Linked DNA regions of Zea mays: region 1 is linked to region 2. A link is a contact called in public Hi-C data. All regions are on one chromosome and are shown on one strand. Each heading gives the region's core, a stretch centred on a gene start, on an enhancer-like site or on the middle of the called end of the contact. The rest is flanking DNA. Distances are from core to core; before and after follow the strand shown. Region 1 overlaps LOC100191807 (glycerol-3-phosphate dehydrogenase). Region 2 overlaps LOC109941443 (a long non-coding RNA gene).

The links. A called contact is a pair of places that touch in the nucleus more often than the background predicts.
Region 1: a Hi-C map of tassel shows a contact between it and region 2, with 1.9 times the contacts expected there. The contact joins two enhancer-like sites. A contact is called at or near these places in 2 of 25 Hi-C or Micro-C datasets (leaf and tassel).

What each region holds. Positions count from the first base shown.
Region 1 is chr8:123,507,351-123,510,350 of Zm-B73-REFERENCE-NAM-5.0, forward strand. It overlaps LOC100191807 (glycerol-3-phosphate dehydrogenase), which reads left to right. Exons shown (of 5, transcript NM_001137232.1): 3 at 5-252; 4 at 365-504; 5 at 578-1,040. The coding sequence ends at 719. Among protein-coding and RNA genes, the nearest start is that of LOC100191807, 4.1 kb to the left of the region's middle. Within about 2 kb of position 1,306, at least 5 of the 20 cell types and tissues checked have an H3K27ac peak or open chromatin away from gene starts, as enhancers often do. A contact at or near this core is called in leaf and tassel, where this site is marked.
Region 2 is chr8:123,003,146-123,006,125 of Zm-B73-REFERENCE-NAM-5.0, forward strand. It overlaps LOC109941443 (a long non-coding RNA gene), which reads right to left. Exons shown (of 2, transcript XR_002264078.2): 2 at 2,009-2,980. Among protein-coding and RNA genes, the nearest start is that of LOC109941443, 14 kb to the right of the region's middle. Within about 2 kb of position 1,301, at least 17 of the 20 cell types and tissues checked have an H3K27ac peak or open chromatin away from gene starts, as enhancers often do. A contact at or near this core is called in leaf and tassel, where this site is marked.

The DNA of each region.
Region 1 (3,000 bases), core at 56-2,555, 500 kb after region 2:
GCAGGTATGGTGGCGGCCCTTACGAATGAGAGTGCAACCAGCAAATCAGTATACTTTTCACTTTGCACATCGGAAATGATATACATCACTCATCTTCTAGCACCAGAGCCCGAGAAACTTGCAGGACCCTTATTAGCTGATACATACGTCACACTGCTGAAAGGTCGCAATGCATGGTATGGGCAGAAGTTAGCTAAGGGAGAACTGACTCTAGAAATGGGGGACAGCATCAAGGGCAAAGGGACTATCCAGGTTTGTGCTGCCAACCCACCATTTGGACAATGTGAAGTTTGCTTAAATGCCAGGTGCCTTTTGCTTAAACGCTTAGGCTATATGCTGATTCTTATTCGTTTCTGTGATCTAGGGTGTTTCTGCAGTCAATGCATTTTATGAACTGCTGAGCCAGGGAAGCCTAAGCGTGATGCATCCAGAAACCAAGAAGGCTGTTGCTCCTGTTGAGCTATGCCCAATACTCAAAACACTATACAAAATTTTGATCAAGAGGTTGGAAACTTGTACTGGTGCACTTAGACTCATTGAGTCGCTATTGGGCTAATTGTTTAACTTTTACCTGCAGGGAGCTTACGACCAATTCCATCCTCCAGGCAATACGTGATGAATCAATGTATGATCCACGGGAAAGAATTGAGATGGCACAGAGGCAGTCTCTTTACCGGCCATCTCTTCTTGGCCTGCCTAAAGCTGATGCGAAGGCCTAAGATATGGTGTTTCTTCCTACCTGATGAGAGCTTGCAGGAGCCAGGAGGCGCTTACTGGTCTTCAAGATCCTTACGTGCCTCAGATGTGTGTTGTGTCATGCGTGTACACTAATACACTATAGAGTTGGGTGATGGCATATTTAGCATGCCAGGATAAACTTTATTGCCCGTGTCTGAAATACAAGCTGTTGTGATTCAAATTTATTTGTCACTTAGACTGGAGTAAAGATGTGTATGCCTTTTATTTTATGATGGCTTCAGAGTCTCAAAATTGGTTGTAAGATTACTCCCTGCGTCTCAAAATATAATTCGTTTTAGATTAATCATATATTATATATGTCTATGTTTATTATCATTTGAATAAATATGAAAGAAAAAAAGGTGGGCTAGAAAGAACTATATTTAGAAAAAAGTAGGCTAGAAAGAACTATATTTTAGGACAGAGTGAATAATTGCAGTAACTCTGTTCACCGACATGGTCTTACGAATAAACCAATGAAACAAAAACACTTGTACTGATTCAGTTATAACTACTCAGTATGGTATTCTTTAACTGAGGTCCATCTAAAAGAAACGATGGACGTTGAAGGCCCATACAGACTTGTCACATGAGGCCCAACCATAGTTACAATAAAAGAGTACGGTAGTATTGCCCTCGACCTAGAAACGCCGTCCCCGGTCTAAAAATGTGGGTAATTTTTGTTACTACCATGTAAAACCTCTCACAATCTATATCGATTCATCTAAAAATGTGGGTAATTTTTGTTACTACCATGTAAAACCTCTCACAATCTATATCGATTCAGGAACTTTGTGACTATGGGCCCAACTACAGCCTGTTAAACCATACAATGAAGATACTTCCCATGAACTCCCTTAAAATATTTTAAAGAGAGCCCCTGCTCATGTGTTACTATTGTTGTACAAATTAGAACATTTAGTTTTAATTTAATCCGAAAATAAAGTATGGCCACTGTGACATGTATGTACATAAAACAAACATATCTAAACATGCACATTATGTCAATTAATATTAAAACTTGCACTAGTAGAACTATATCTAAACATATTAAATTAAACAGTATGAAAGATATGATTGCAGCAAGATAGTTATACATTTCTTTGTGGATGACGATCGTGTAGAGAAGACAACGACGACGTTCAACACTGTCTCGTTGTTGTCAATGACATGAAAGACCTGCACGGCGAGGAGGAAAACAAGCTATGGCAACGAAGTTGAAGACGACAAGTTGAGGAAGCGATCGAGCAGTCGCGTAGAGTGCTTCCCAAAAATCTTATTCGTCCTCTCCTGATGCAGAATCAGGGACGTACCTACATAGATGCATGGGTATGCAGCTGCATACCCAGTTTTTTTGCCAAAAAATAAATATACATGTATATAGTATATGTACGTATGCAACACTATCTCTACTCTTGAAAACTTCTTCCATGATCTTGTCAGACCCATTAGTTTTTGTCTTCCGCGGCTATCCTCCTGGCCCACTAGACCACTATGGGCGACATTCCGCGGCTATCCTCCTGGCCCACTAGCCCACTACGACAATGTTCCTAGGACATCTCTTCATCTCGCATACCCAGTAAAGAAATTTTGGGCCCGCCACTGTGCAAAATCACTGAGACAAGAAGAGATAAAACCTAGATGTATTGGTGTGTTGTGTTTTTCAATGATAGCATGCACACATATTTATAGGAAGAAATCATGTTTGGGTTATGTCTATCCAAAACCATACATATTTATAAGTCACATTAACTCTTTAAAAAGTTATTCTATCGAACTAGTCTAATCACCATGGGCCAGAATGAACTATAAAAAGAAACTTGGTGAAAATGCAACACTAATTAGTTTTGGCCAAAAATCATGAATGTAAGACATACTTTTAACTAGAGACCAAACTAGGTTGGAGACAAATTTGGTATGAATTATTTATTTCTCAAGTCACATGCTTTATGATATATTTAATAATATTGATGAATAGAACATCAATTTTCAATGGGAGAGTTTATTCTCCCCTTCAATATGTGGCTTAACAGTAGTGACACAATTTCAACAAGGTCTTGTTATCTAACTACTAATTGGCTTAATGATAAGATGGATATGATGAAATGAGAAATTGAATTATGGAATGTCTTGATCCACCAAACTTTGATGTGTTTCAAGAGTAAGATTATATTATCTTGAGAATAGGAAAGTTTGTTTTGGTACAATGAGCTCATCCCTAGGTTCATGAAGAGTGCAATTTTATTCGAGTAACATGTCTAG
Region 2 (2,980 bases), core at 51-2,550:
AGAAAAAGGAGATCGAGTAAGAGTTACGACTGTTCCCAACCTTGCCTGTGGCTGTTGGAACCGCCGAATTGCTTCGCTGCGTATATCGGGCTGCTTCCGCCCCACTCTGATGATATGTCCCGAGTTGTGGACCAACTCTTAAAGTTGTCGCCACCTTTATAGGTTTGTCTCGTTTAAGCAGATCTGGAATCATCTGATGTATAAATGTGTTTACTAGCCTCCTAGGACTAGTAAATGTATCACATTTGAGCAAGAGGAGGGTTTCTCCATTCTAATTCTTGCCTACTTTATTTCTCATCTATTGATTACATAAATAGGCCGCCGCCCTTGTCTAGCTAGAAATCATTATCTCATTAAAACTCTCTTAAAAACTCTCCTAAATAATCTCAACTAATCTTCTAATCTTATCTCTAATTATCCTTATCTAATCTCACTTAGATGGCCCATGGCTGTCGCTGCCGCAGCCCCTCCGTGGGCCTCCTTAGACCCCTGGTAATGTTGCTCAACATATTGAAGCCTTTACTTTAAATAATATGTCCTAATATTTTCATGTAAGGCAGCAAAAAACTAGTGGTTCAAATTAAGTCTCCTAAGAACATTTCAACATGAGTTTCAGACAGCACCAAGTGTCCAACTAAGCTAATAAAAACATATATAGGTCTCTGTAAACTTGTTAAATGTACTACTTGAGATCGGTTTCATTATGATAACTTAATAAATAATCAATATTATTTAGCCATGCTAAATGTAATTTTACGTGTGACAGTAAGAAAACATCAAGTAACCTGACGGAAAAAAACTTCAGGTGAGTTTGTACAAGAATTCACATGACTTCTAATACTAGCGTATATGGAAACTTTAGGCCCAGGTCCCAGCTATCAAGATTTCAAAAGTAAAACTATGAACCAAGGAATGCATCGTTGAAGCCTAGGTCCCGTTCTTTTTAAAGACCCAATTTCAAAAACAAAAATATCTAAATAGTATCGGCTATAGCTATTAATCTTATGTCTATTAATTTTTATGTCTATGTCTATATTTAAATATAGACTTAATAACCATAACAACAGGGGCAGAGCTCTCAGTGTGGCAAGATATAGCGTCCACCATACTTTGATTTTCTAGTGAATTTACCTCAAAATCATGTGTACCATAAGCACATAGAAGGATATTAAGTTTCGCTGTGAAAAACTTAGCATCGTCGGCCGGAGGAAGAACAAAAACGCATGTACTTTAGGAGCCGTCCGTTACCACCATTACCAGACCTCTAGGGTATGGGCCCTTTGGCCTTTGCTTGGCACATTGACAGTTAAACAGAAACACATGTACTTTACGATGGATTTGGGTGCTGGTTTAAAATTACGCACCGCATGTACTTTACGATGGATTTGGGTGCTGGTTTAAAATTACGCAACGCATGTACTTTACGATGGATTTGGGTGCTGGTTTAAAATTACGCACCGCATGTACTTTACGATGGATTTGGGTGCTGGTTTAAAATTACGCAACGCATGTACTTTACGATGGATTTGGGTGCTGGTTTAAAATTACGCAGATACAACACGGATAGGTTTAGATAGACTTCACATGTCTATGGGCCCTTTGGCCTTTGCTTGGCACATTGACAGTTGAACTGAAACACATGTACCTTACGACGGATTTGGGGATTTAGGTGCTGGTTTAAAATTACGCACAGATAGGTTTAGGTAGACTTCACTGATGCGATTGCGGATGGGTTTTTATTTTACCCAACCCGAATCCAAGAGGTTTAGGTAGACTTCACATGTGTAATTGCGTGTAATTGTGGATAGAGTTTTACTTCACCCGACCCGAATCCAACCGACCCATTACCATCCAACCGACCCATTACCATCCCTCCTAGTCCCTAATAAGGACTCAGGCGGTCAGGTAGCTTGCTGAATAGAGTTTTGTACGTGCATACTTCGCTGAAGATTAGAGGTATCCATTGGTTCGAAGATCAACGAAACGGCTTCAGGTAGCTTGCTGTGCCTTGAGTTCTTCAGCGCGTAATGAGATAAATAAACTTGTTCAGCACTCCTAAAAAGGACTTGATAAATAAACTTGTTCAGCACTCCTTGAAAAGAACTTGCATGCAGTCTCCAAAACAACTAGTATTACTACCACTACCAGGCTACCAGACACGGCTGGAGGCATGACTGTACTGCCGCTTGATGATTAGGTTACGCCCTCTGCGCTCTGAGTCTAGCTGTTTTGACCAAACAACATTTCTTCCCGGTAGCCTGATGCCAATTATGGGAGTGAGAAACACTGCAGTTCCCTCCACATTTCTCATCCGGGCTTGGACCGGCAAAGGCAGTGTTAAACCGCAAACAAACAACAAATCAGGAAATACAAACAATTACACAAAGAAATCGTGTTCCCAGACATAATTTGAAAAAAAAAACAAATCGTATAACCGGTTCTGCGTCGAACATATTAGTTGAATGGTCAGAGCACTTGTATACCTAATTCGAATAACCTAATGATCTCGAGGACTGAACAGCAACAGGAACCAGCTTTAATAAAAATCATACCATCAACAAAGATCCATAGAAATTTGAGCAAGTGCAAAGCTAAAAAAACAGCCAGTGTACAATGTACACTCGTGCAATCTTATGTACAGTTAAGACTTCCAACATCCTAGCTTGCATGACCAAACATATCCTAGCTAGGTTAAGGTACTATTGTCATCGCCAATGTTACCTGGACAATTTTGCAAGGACCTAACCAAATGCAATCCTAGTGTTAAATTAGCCTAACTACTCAATCACCATTATAACAAGATGAATGAACATGCTAATTTGGAGATAGTACAGAATTACAGAAACAGAAGCAATCATATCCTAGCTTGCATGACCAAACACCAAGCTGTACAGATGACACAAATGGAACCAACCATTCAAGTTCACTCAAGGTCAAGATTCAAGAAACCCAGTTGTAACAGATTTAAGCAAGCACTAAG